Linked DNA regions of Mus musculus: region 1 is linked to region 2. A link is a contact called in public promoter capture Hi-C data. All regions are on one chromosome and are shown on one strand. Each heading gives the region's core, a stretch centred on a gene start, on an enhancer-like site or on the middle of the called end of the contact. The rest is flanking DNA. Distances are from core to core; before and after follow the strand shown. Region 1 holds the start of 4930405A21Rik (RIKEN cDNA 4930405A21 gene). Region 2 holds the start of Mapre1 (microtubule-associated protein, RP/EB family, member 1).

What was found. Promoter capture Hi-C pulls out the DNA fragments that hold promoters and counts their contacts.
Region 1: a promoter capture Hi-C map of pre-B cells shows a contact between it and region 2, with 6 times the contacts expected there. The contact joins the promoter of 4930405A21Rik here to the promoter of Mapre1 in region 2. A contact is called at or near these places in 1 of 39 promoter capture datasets (pre-B cells) and 1 of 9 other capture datasets (adipose tissue).

The regions. Positions count from the first base shown.
Region 1 is chr2:156,718,458-156,723,984 of GRCm38.p6, reverse strand. It overlaps 4930405A21Rik (RIKEN cDNA 4930405A21 gene), which reads left to right and starts at 3,076. Exons shown (of 4, transcript NR_040505.1): 1 at 3,076-3,279. The region is part of intron 7 of Dlgap4 (DLG associated protein 4); the gene reads right to left.
Region 2 is chr2:153,738,582-153,744,218 of GRCm38.p6, reverse strand. It overlaps Mapre1 (microtubule-associated protein, RP/EB family, member 1), which reads right to left and starts at 2,932. Exons shown (of 7, transcript NM_007896.3): 1 at 2,800-2,932.

The DNA of each region.
Region 1 (5,527 bases), core at 1,827-4,326, 3.0 Mb before region 2:
ATTCCAATTTAAGTTAGAAAGATGACAATAAAGGGACAGTCACTGCCTGAGATATAGGGACTAGAGTCCTGACTCCTCCACTTCTGGGTCAGGTAACAAGCCCTTTTACCTTCCCAATGCAGTCTCCATGGATTGTGCCTATCACAAGGCACACACAGAGACTGATTTTACACACCAGGGGCAGGTAGTACCAGCAAGGCAGTGACTTAAGACATGGCCATGAGACAGGCCCTCCTGGCTCTTCTTTTTTTTTTTTTTCTTTTATATATATAAAAAAAGATTTATTTATTTTATGTATATGAGTACACTGTAGCTGTACTGATGGTTGTGAGCCTTAACGTGGTTGCTGGGAACAAGGCTCTTCTTTTTTTCTTTTATACATAAAAAAAGATTTATTTAATGTATATGAGTACACTGTAGCTGTACTGATGGTTGTGAGCCTTAATGTGGTTGCTGGGAACAAAGGTTGCCCACTCCGGTCGGTCCCACTCACTCTGGCCTAAAGATTTATTCATTATTAAATCTAAGTACACTGTAGCTGTCTTCAGACACACCAGAAGAGGGCGTCAGATCTCATTAAGGATGGTTGTGAGCCACCATGTGGTTTCTGGGATTTGAACTCAGGACCTTCAGAAGAGCAGTCAGTGCTCTTAACGGCTGAGCCATTTCTCCAGCCCCCTCCTGGCTTTTCTTGACTTTCACCTTAACTGTAAGATGCAGGGACTATGATATCTAGTCTCACTCCCTGTTCCAAAGTTCTAGAACATCCTAGAGCCCTTGATAGCAGACCCCAGCTCTCAGCAGAACCTTTCAACTAGGACCTTTGTGCTCCACGCAGAGAAAAGCAGCCGTGGCTCACCACATGCTGGCTGACTTTGTTTTCAGGCACCACTAGCAGGGTCCAACCTTAAATAATAAATGGCACACAGAAAATTCAAACGTTCCCCAGCACAAGCACCTCTCTGGGCATACCAACTTATTTTCACACACCGAGGAGAAGCAAGATGGCACTGGGGATTCTGGAGAGGTGGGCACACTTCTTAACCAGATGGGAGTGGACGAGTCCTGGGCACCTGCTCTGTACCCTCTCAGGGAAGCTTTCTCTCTGGGACTCTCAAAAGGCAGGTTGACAGTTTACAAAGCATATGCCTCACTTGATCTTCATGACACCCCTTGGTACCACTACCCCCATTCACCATCCCTTTTACAGATGGAACACCTGAGACTTAAGTGCAAGGGTCACAGGCAAAGTCAAACTTTTTAGAGCTGGTCTAATCAAGATTTCAGAGTCTAAGACAGCCAGATACAATAATCAAGAGTATCATTGTAAGGGCGATTCCTCTCCGATTCATCCTGGTCTCAGTAAGACCAAGTTTTACAGACCTCTGTTCACCTGCCCACTCAGGGTAGCTTGAAAAGTTCTGACCACAACCATATAGCCCAGCTGTCTAAGAAGCCACACCCCCTGCAAAATTTCATTACTCAAGTTGGCAAGAACGCAGCCCCCACCCCCAGCTGGGTCTAAATAAACGCCCAAGTGATATCACATCCTGCTGTCGGCTCCAAAATAGCCCAGGCCTGCCCACAAGCGATCACAAAGTGCCAGGCCATGCAGGGCCAAACCAGCAGGGATACCCAGCCCAGGGCGCACTCCACACACTTAAGCAACTCAAGCAGAAGCCTCAGGGCAGGAAGGCCCTTTCCCCCCAACCCCCTCGCCAGACAGCCTGGCCCCACCATCCTTGTTCCCCTGGTCCAGAGGCCCCACAGCCTCATTACCCCAGCGCCAGCCCCTGCCCCAGCGCCAACCCCATGGAGCCTCTGCCGCGGCCAGCCTGCGGGATGACTCCGCCCGGCCCGACCCGGACACCCCACCACTCACATTGCTTCAAGAGCTCCAGACACAAAGCCATGAGGGCCGGATGGGGGTCAGAGACCCAGAGACCCGGCAGAGACAGAAAAGGGAGAGGGAGTGACAAGGAGCAGAGAAAAGGGGCGACAGGGGATCGGGCAGAGAAGCAAAGGAGCAAGAGCCCCGGGCAGAGAAGGCTGAGGCAGGCGTTAGAGACAGCAATGAGACCACCGACACAGACGCGTGAAAGAAGCAGGGAGAGCAAGGGGGGTGGGGGGGACCGGGTCCAGAGAAGTGGGACGCTCGGAGAACAAGGAGAGACAGTGACAGCGACAGCGGACAAATCCAGGAAAGGCAGAGGTTCTTAAGTTAGGGAGCTGGGGAGACACTGGGGGTTCAAGGAGACCACTAAGGGATGTAAAAGGTTCTGATAGCTATGGGAGGCTCCGGAGAAGTGGGAAACCCTCCGGGAAATGCGGACTAGGTGGAGATAACCCCCAGGAAATCAGGGGCACATGCATCAAGAAGGACCCTCAAGATGTGTGGTAAGCTCAGGAAAGGCCTGGGGGAGTGGAGTGTGTTCTGAAGGAGAGGCCCCAAAAGATCTAGGGAGTCCAGAAGAATGGGGGTGCCAGAACCCGTGGCTGTAAGAGAGGAGAGGAGCGCTGGGAGAGGGGACCCGAGATCCTGGAGCGAGGGAGGGGCCGAGAGCGCGAGAGCAGAGACAAAGAGACAGCGAGCTAGGGAGAGACAAAGCGGGCTCAGCGGAGACACGGGCCCGAGGGCCAGTGGCCCGACAGAAGGACGGAAGCGCGGGCGAGCGGGCGGACGGACAGACGGACAGACGGGAAGACGGGGCAGGGCAGGGCCGGGCGGAGGCGGCGCCCGTCTCCTCGCGGGGCCGCGGCTGCTCCGGGTGGCGCTGGGCGGGCCCCGGGCGTCCGGGCTGAGGAGGCGGCGGCGGCGGCGGCGACGACGTGGGTCGGACAGACGGACGGAGTGACGGATGGACTGGCGGCAGCTGCGGCCAGCGGCGGGCACTCACCCTCCTCCCTCACGCGGCCCGGCCCGAGGCTCCGGTTTTGTACGCCCGAGAGGCGGGGCCTCCGGGTTAAAGCCCCGCGCCGGCCCCGCCCCTCGCGTCAGCCGCGCGCGCGTCGCCCGGGATTCCGGGGCCGCCAGGGGGCGCGCGCAAGCGGGACACAGCGCAAGCGCGCACGCGTACCGCGCGGCCCACGCCCTGGCCGGCCGGTCTTGAAAGGGAGTGCGCGCCCGCGCCAACTCGCGCATGCCCGAGTGAGGGGCTCCGCCCTCTCGAACCGCCCCGCCAAACCGGTTCCAGCTGGAACGCAATGCGTGGTCTGTACGGGAGTTGGAGTGGCCGTCCGTCCCTGCGGGCTCACCCTGGTGGCGACGCCTCGCTGTAGGTAGGGAAACTGAGGCTGAGGAGAGAGCCCACCGTGGGCTTTCTGTCCCGCACGCGGGTCCTAGCTACTCAGCCGCGCAGTTTCTAGTTGCCTCTTTGCCTCATCCCTTGCTGTGCTCCCAAGGGTCCTAAGGACGGGTTCAGTATCCCACTTGTGTGACCTTAGGTTAGATGCTTAACCTTTCTGTGCCTCTGTAAAATGTGACAACCGAGTGAGCCCCCTCCCCGCCCACAGACTGACAGTCCATTTACAGAAGGTTCTGCCAAGCACAGATCTTTGCTGCCTGGCAAGCCCGCTGGTTGCCTGCTTTCTGTACTGGGATCTGACAGAGGACTGTGGGAAATGAAGAAGGTAACACTGTTTCCAGTCTACCTTTTGCATTAAGACACAATAATGGCAAAAGCAACAAACTTACTTGATGCCAGCACTGTGCTAAGCACTCTAAAAGCAGGAGTTGGCTACACCATGCTATTCAGTTTCATTTGCTTTAGGTGAAAATACAAAGTAAATTCTTGAATGGCTATGACACCTCATGTGTTGCTGTGTCCTTTCGATTCAGTAACACTTCTTGCATAACCTTGGGCAAGTCCCCCTTTCTCTTTGGGATTCCCCAGTGCTGAGTATCCCCTGGAGAGAAACCAGGCAGAGACAGAATTTTCACCAGCAAGTCTTTGACCCTTTGATCCAGCTCACTCTCTTGAACAGAAGAACTAACTCACTGGCAGCTTCAATTTGGACTTCACCAAGTCTGAGACCTTGGTCCTAGAGGAATGTCAGCACCCTTCTCTGTTGGTCACCCCCCTCCCAGCCCCCCGCCTCAGGTCCTGTAAGGTGTGTATGGGGACGATTTTGTGACTGACTGAGTCCTTGCCCAAGTCAGGCTAGCATAGAGGAGCAGTTGGCTGACCCAGGCCTGAGGTGTAACACTGGCACATAGGCCTCAGACCCTCCTGCATGAGCCTGGGCTTCTAGGAGAGGGTAAAGGGTCCTTTCCAGATAGACTGGCAGCTGGTTTCCCCTTTGGGTCACCATTTTGGTAAATCCCTTGAAAACTTGAAGCCGGGCGTGGTGGTGCACGCCTTTAATCCCAGCACTTGGGAGGCAGAGGTAGGCGGATTTCTGAGTTCGAGGCCAGCCTGGTCTACAGAGTGAGTGCCAGGACAGCCAGGACTATACAGAGAAACCCTGTCTCGAAAAACCAAAAAAAAAAAAAAAAAAAGAAAGAAAGAAAGAAGGAAAGAAAGAAAAGAAAATTTGAACAGTGAAAAGCTGTGCATTCCTGCTTTTGTGTGTCAACTTGACACAAGCTAGAGTCATCAGAGAGGAAGGAGCCTCAGGTGAGGAAATGCCTCCATGAGATCCAGCTATAAGGCATTTCCCCAATTAGTGATCAGTCGGGGAGGGCCCAGTTCATGGTGGTCCTGGGTTCTATAAGAAAGCAGGCTGAGCAAACCAGGGGAAGCCAGCCAGTAAGCAGCAAGGTCCATGGCCTCTGCACCAGCTCCTGCCTCCGGGTTCCAGCCCTGCTCGAGTTCCTGTCCTGACTTCCTCCAATGATGGTCTGTGATCTGGAAGCCAAATAAACCCTTTCCTCCCACACTTGCTTTTTGGTCATGGTGTTGTCGTCACAGCAACAGAAACCCTCACTAGGACAATCTGGGACGGGGACATGGCGGAATGTAAGGAGGAAGCCTGCCTTGTGCCCAGTGCTCTGAGCAGAGGTGCCTGTTTCAGCAGTAGGAAATGCTGGCAGTTGTCCAAGAAAGGCCTCCTGAATCCTACTCCCTCTGACCCTATGGCCCGGAGAGGACCAGTGTCCCCTGCCTGACCAGTATGACAGCCTCTAATCATCTTGTTCCCACTGCCAGATGATTCTCTGTTCTTTGTCAAGTCCTTGTGTGGCTTCCTTCCTAACCCCACAGGACAATGAAGAACCCAAGGCTCTGAGAAACATCTCCTTGACCTATTTTCTGAATAACCTTGACTGTGACACTTCCTCTAGGCTGTAGTGGCTTTGTGAACCATCCCACCCGCTGCTGTGATTGTGTGTGTGTGTGTGTGTGTGTGTGTGTGTGTGTGTGTGTGTGACTAGGTTAAGTCAGGAATGGCAGGTATGTGTAATTCTGGCCATAGCAGACATCACTAATTGGCAGTGATGCACTTACTCTACTTTAACTTAGATTAAATCTCAAACCTTAGCTTCAGGGGTAAGAAATGACACTCAAATTACAGGATGTTTGCCCCGACA
Region 2 (5,637 bases), core at 1,683-4,182:
CAGAACTACCACACAAAACAGCACAACTTAGTTTCTCAGTGCATAGGTAGATTATTCATGTCTCCATAGCACTTCATTCAAACCTCTGGGATTATAATTATCACACTAAAACTGACACTATTCCTCCATTTCTGAGCCTCCCAGAATTAGGAGACCAGATTTAGGCCAGGACAAAACTGGAGGACCTGGACTTGAACATGAATCCATTCCATTAGCTGTGATTTTAGGCAAGTTACTGAACTCAGTGTGGCTCAGCTCTAAACACAACCATCTGAAAAGGATCTCACAGAGAGCTGTATGAAGTAAGGAAGGAAACAGAGCTGGCATCATATCAAACCTAAGCATAGTTACAAACGAGGTCAGGGCAGAGACTGCCTCTCTTTTATGCTATCTTCAGTGCTAAAAACTGTGCCTGATATCTGCTGCCAACACCTCTCAAGATCCCCTACAAGCCCTCACTCAAATTAGTCTATCTCAATCTGTTCCTACACAGCAGCCAGAAAGAATTTTCTGAATCACAAATCACATGAGGTATCTCTCTCCTGTTTAAAAAACCCTGGATGAACACATAAAATGCATACTCTGTGCAGAATGCTATTAAGTACCAATAAGAGCCATCCAGACTGAGTGATGTGATTTCAGACTGAGCACTTACCATCTAGCTTGGGTCTATATGTACACATTGGGTATTGTGTGTCTCATGCTATCATAAAATAAAAGCAGCTGGTAAAGCCACATGTGTCTCCTGACCACACCCCAGCTCAGAAAAGGTTAATGGCCCTTCACCACCATGTAATTTCAAACTCTTTCATTAGCAGTACATTAATACCAGGTCCCATGTGCTCCACGAGCTCTGTGGCCACTAAATACATGGGATTAGGCACCCTGTGGATGTGCAATAAACATCCACTCACTCAACCAATTAATTGACTCTTCCAGGCAGTCAAAACAGAGCCTACCTCTCCAGCAAAGCTCTTTCTCACTTTCTGGTAAGAATGTTTGAGCCAGAAGTGAAGGCCCATGCCCATAAACCTAGATAGCACTCAAAAAGCTGAGGCAGAGACACCACTCCAAATTCAGGACAAGTGTGGGACACAGAGCATTCTAGGCCAACCTAGGGTACAAGATAAGGTCCTGTCTCAGAACAACTAACAAAAATGTCCACTGCTTAGCCTCAGTGCAATACCCTTGAGTTCAACACATACCCCACCTTTTCAGGGCTCTCTGAGCTAAGCAAGGTACAACCACAAGAAAAATCCCCTTTCCGTCTACTCAAGTATTTCTCTCCCTTCAGTGACTCTCCCAGGAGTCTCCCTAACTAGTTCTAGTCAGCCTTTTCACACACTATCTCATGACCTAGCTCAATAGCTAGATGACCTTCAATTTTTGATCCTCCTGCATCTACCTCCCAAGTGTAAGGACTACAGGCATGTTCACCACACTTGGCTCCCTACCCACTTCAATTCAGTGTAGGATAAAGTACACCCTATTCCTCTCCAAGTACCATCCAGAGTCCTATGGAAAGGCAAGAGGGAGGTGGCACTAAAAAGAGCTATGTGACCCTGTATGAAACATGTCTCCTTTCCTCAGAAATGGCTTACCTGTAAAATGAATAAGACCCTACCTTCCTCACAGAGCTGTGGTAAGTATCAGAAAAGCACACCGCCTCCCAAGCTTCTATGTCCTGGCACTTTGACACCACAAAAGTATGAAACAGTTTCTAGATGGAGAAGGAGGAGTAGCACACAGGATATGACTCTGGAGTTGAGTTACTTGCTGGACAACGTAAGGCAAGTCCTTTCCCTACCCAAAGTCTCAGACTCGCCTCTGTAAAAGAATGATGAGCAGCTCAGCACAGTGGGGGAACTGCAGTCACCTCTCAGCCCCACAGAGAAAATAAAATGAGCAAAACACAACAGAGGGGAAAGAAAGAGAATAAAGATAGCATCTTTTCAAGGCAATGTGACTATTAAATGACACAATGCTACATCAAGCTCTTAACACAATGCCTTATACACAAGTGCCCATTAAAGAGCTATCTTGATTAATGCTAGTCAAGACATCCCATCACCGGCAGACATCAGGCCTAGCTGAACTTCCCTCAATGGGCCACCGGATCCTCATCGCCAAGATGCAGAGGTCAGGCTATACCCTGCAGTACTGGTATCGCCCTTTTACAGTAATTACAGAAATTATCTTGGCCATGTATTCATTTTCTTGCTTCCTGGCTCTCTACCCACAAAGCAGACTCCTAGAAAGCATGTCTTTGCCTGTCTACTCCCTGATGAGACCGGGGCCTAGCATTTACTAGGCACTCAACCACCACCCGCGGACCGCCTGACTTCTGCCAGGCACCGAGCTGAAACCTTTCTGTGCTTAATTCTACTGTCTCCATTTTACGGAGGAGGAAACTGAGGCACGGGGAGGCTGAAGCGCCTGCCTAAGGTCGCACTCTGCGGCCAACTCCGCGGACCAACTCCCACCCATTATGCAACGACGCCTCCTACACCCAGGGTCCCCACCGCGCCCCTCGCGCGCGCGCGCGCGCGCCCGTGGGCACACACCCTCCAGGCCCAGCCGCAAAGTCAGGACTTCGCCGGTCACCACTAGGCAGCCCCCACTTCCGGCCCACGCCCCGCCCCCGGGACAACGGAGCGCGCGCCCCCGGCCCAGGCCGCGCACCGGATCGCGGCCCCGCCCTTCCCCCCCACTGCCCGCGCGGCTCCGCACTGCTCACGAGGAGCCGCCTCCCGTGAATTCCCGACTGCTGCCGCCGCCCGGGCCCGCCAGCCGCCTCACCGGCTTTCTCAGGACCCGCGTCCGCCGTCCGCGCGCCCGGCTCCGGTTCCGTCTTCGTCTCGTTCAAACCGTCGGACCCCGCCCGCCCGCGCGCGATGACCTCACACGCACCCCGCCGTGACGCGCCGACGCAGGGGCTCGTCATCTCCCGCCCGGCCTTTTATAGAGACGGACTGGCCTGCGAGCCGGAGGCGGGGCCGAATGCTTGATCGACAGCTGGCATGCCCGGGGGCGGGGAGCAAGCCTGTTGGGCACGTGGTCAGTTGCGACCAATGACGTGTGAGTCCTCTGAGGAGGCGGAGTCCAGTTGCACATTCTGGTTTGCTGTAGCCCAGAAGAAAATTCGTTTGACCAAGATGGATTAATGAATAGGCTCGGGAGGAAGGTTAGCTCGCCTAGCATACATGAATCCCTGGTTTCAGTCCCCAACACCACAGATGGCAGCTGTGGTGGAACACACCTATCTTGCCAGCAAATCGTTTTGTCATCATCCCAGACCCTCTCTCTGGGAGTTCAGCCTGAGGTACACGAGACCCTGTCTCAGAAAGAAAAAACTGGGAGTGCTAGGCCACTCGTGTACACTTGGACAGGAAAGAGAATCACTGTAAATTCAAGGCCAGCCTGGTCTACAGTAGCAAGCTAGCCAGAGCTACACAGCGAGATCTGGTCTCAACAAAGAAAAAATGGCCATCGAAATGCTTTAGCAGGTGCATGCCCCCAAACCTGACAACATGAGTTCAAACCCCAGGACCCACTGATAGAAGGTGAGACGCGAGTCCTGCAAGTTGTCCTCTGACTAACACACATGGGCAGTGCCACTCGCATGCCTACACACACGCAAATATGCCCACAAATAACTGTGGTGGTATGAACGTTTAATCCCAGGACTCAGTAGGTAGAGACAAGAGAATCTCTGAGATCAAGGCCAGCCAGAGAGCTACACAGTTATTGTTTGCCTTTAAATTTAAAAAAAAAAAAAAAGATTTGGCGCCTGTTTTAGTTAGTGTTACAATTCCTGTAATGAAACATGACCAAAGCAACTTGGAGAGGAGAGTGCTTATTTAGCTTACTCTTCCATATTATCTCTGTTCATCACTGAAGGAAAACAGGGCAGGAACCTAGAGCCAGGAGTGGATGCAGAAGCCATGGAGGGATGTCGGTTACTAGCTTACTCCTCATGGCTTGCTCAGCCTGCTTTCTTATACAACCTGTCTTAGTCAGGGTTTCTATTCCTGCACAAACATCATGACCAAGAAGCACTTGGGGAGGAAAGGATTTATTCAGCTTACTCTCCCACATTGCTGTTCATCACCAAAGGAAGTCAAGACTGGAACTCAAACAGGTCAGGAAGCAGGAGCTGATGCAGAGGACATGGAAGGATGTTCTTTACTGGCTTAGTTCCCCTGGCTTGCTCAGCCTGCTCTCTTATAGAACCCAAGAATACCAGCCCAGAGATGGTCCCACCCACAAGGGGCCCTCCCCACTTGATCACTAATTGAGAAAATGACTTGCGGCTGGATCTCCTGGAGGCCTTTCCCCAACTGATGCTCCTTTCTCTATGATAACTCCAGCTGTGTCAAGTTGACACAAAACTAGCCAGTACACAACCCTAGACCACACCAGCACAGAGGTGTCCTAACCCACAGTGGGCTGATGAGATTCCCCCATCAATGACTAAGAAAACACTTTACCAGCTTGCCTAAGGGCTCATCTTAGGGAGGCATTTTCTTAATTGAGATTCCCTCCTCTCAAATGACATTAGCGTGTGTCAAGGTGTTATAAAACTGCCCAGCACAGCACCTTAATGAAAAACTAAGTCACCATGTAAGAGCACCTGCAATGTCATCTGGTTTATTCTTAGCACTGCAAATGTTTCCTTACTTTTTAATGCCTTTATCTTCTGCTTTTGCATGGAGGCAATTTCCTGTTCTAGCTCCAGACTGTGTCTCAGTGCTTGTATATAGGAAGAAAAGATGAACTGCAGCACTTCACAGCAGAGGAAACAGGCTCAGAGAAGCCAGCTGACTTGCCCAGAATCACAGGTCACAGAATGCTTTCTCTGCCACAATACCACTTATTTATATATTCATAATTCTTTTTGAGATAGGGTCTAATATAGCCCAGATCAGTCTCCTGCATCCTATGTGGCTGAGGATAACCTTGAACTCCTACCCTCCTGTTACTACTTTTCAAATGCTGGGATTACAGGCCTGTACCACCAAGCCTGGCTGCCAGCATTTATTGTCTCTAAGCAAAGAGACAGACCCTAGGCATTTGATGGTGAGCTAAAACTAGACATAGCCTATGACCTCCTAACATTTCTACTCTGGCAAAGGAGGCAAACTAGACACATCAGTGACTCGAAACTTGGTTTACTAACAGATCGATTGAGGGCTAGGCCAAGCCAGTGTATGTATAGCAAGGTGCTTACCTCCTGGCCATTCCTGGACCTAGTCCTAATTGCTGAAGCTCAGGAATGGCTAAGAATCTGACAAGGTGGCAGTGGATGACTTATTGCTGATCCTCCTGCCTCTCCCTCCTGAGTTCTGGGATTAAAGCTGTGTATTACCATGCCCATTCTATGTGATGCTGGACAATCAAACCTAGGGCTTTGGGTGTGCTAGGCAAGGCCTCTGCCAGCTGCATTCCCAGCCTGCACACTGCCAGTTTCCATGGTAAGTAGAACTCCAAGCATCTTACAACAGACTTGACTTTGCTTTGCAGCATGGGAAGACGCCCCAGAGTTGACACTGGTCCCAAAAGATGAGCTACTACCCTTATAAAAGGGTTGATATCGAAAAATACAAGCAAGAGGAAAGAGCAGAGTGTGCTGTGATC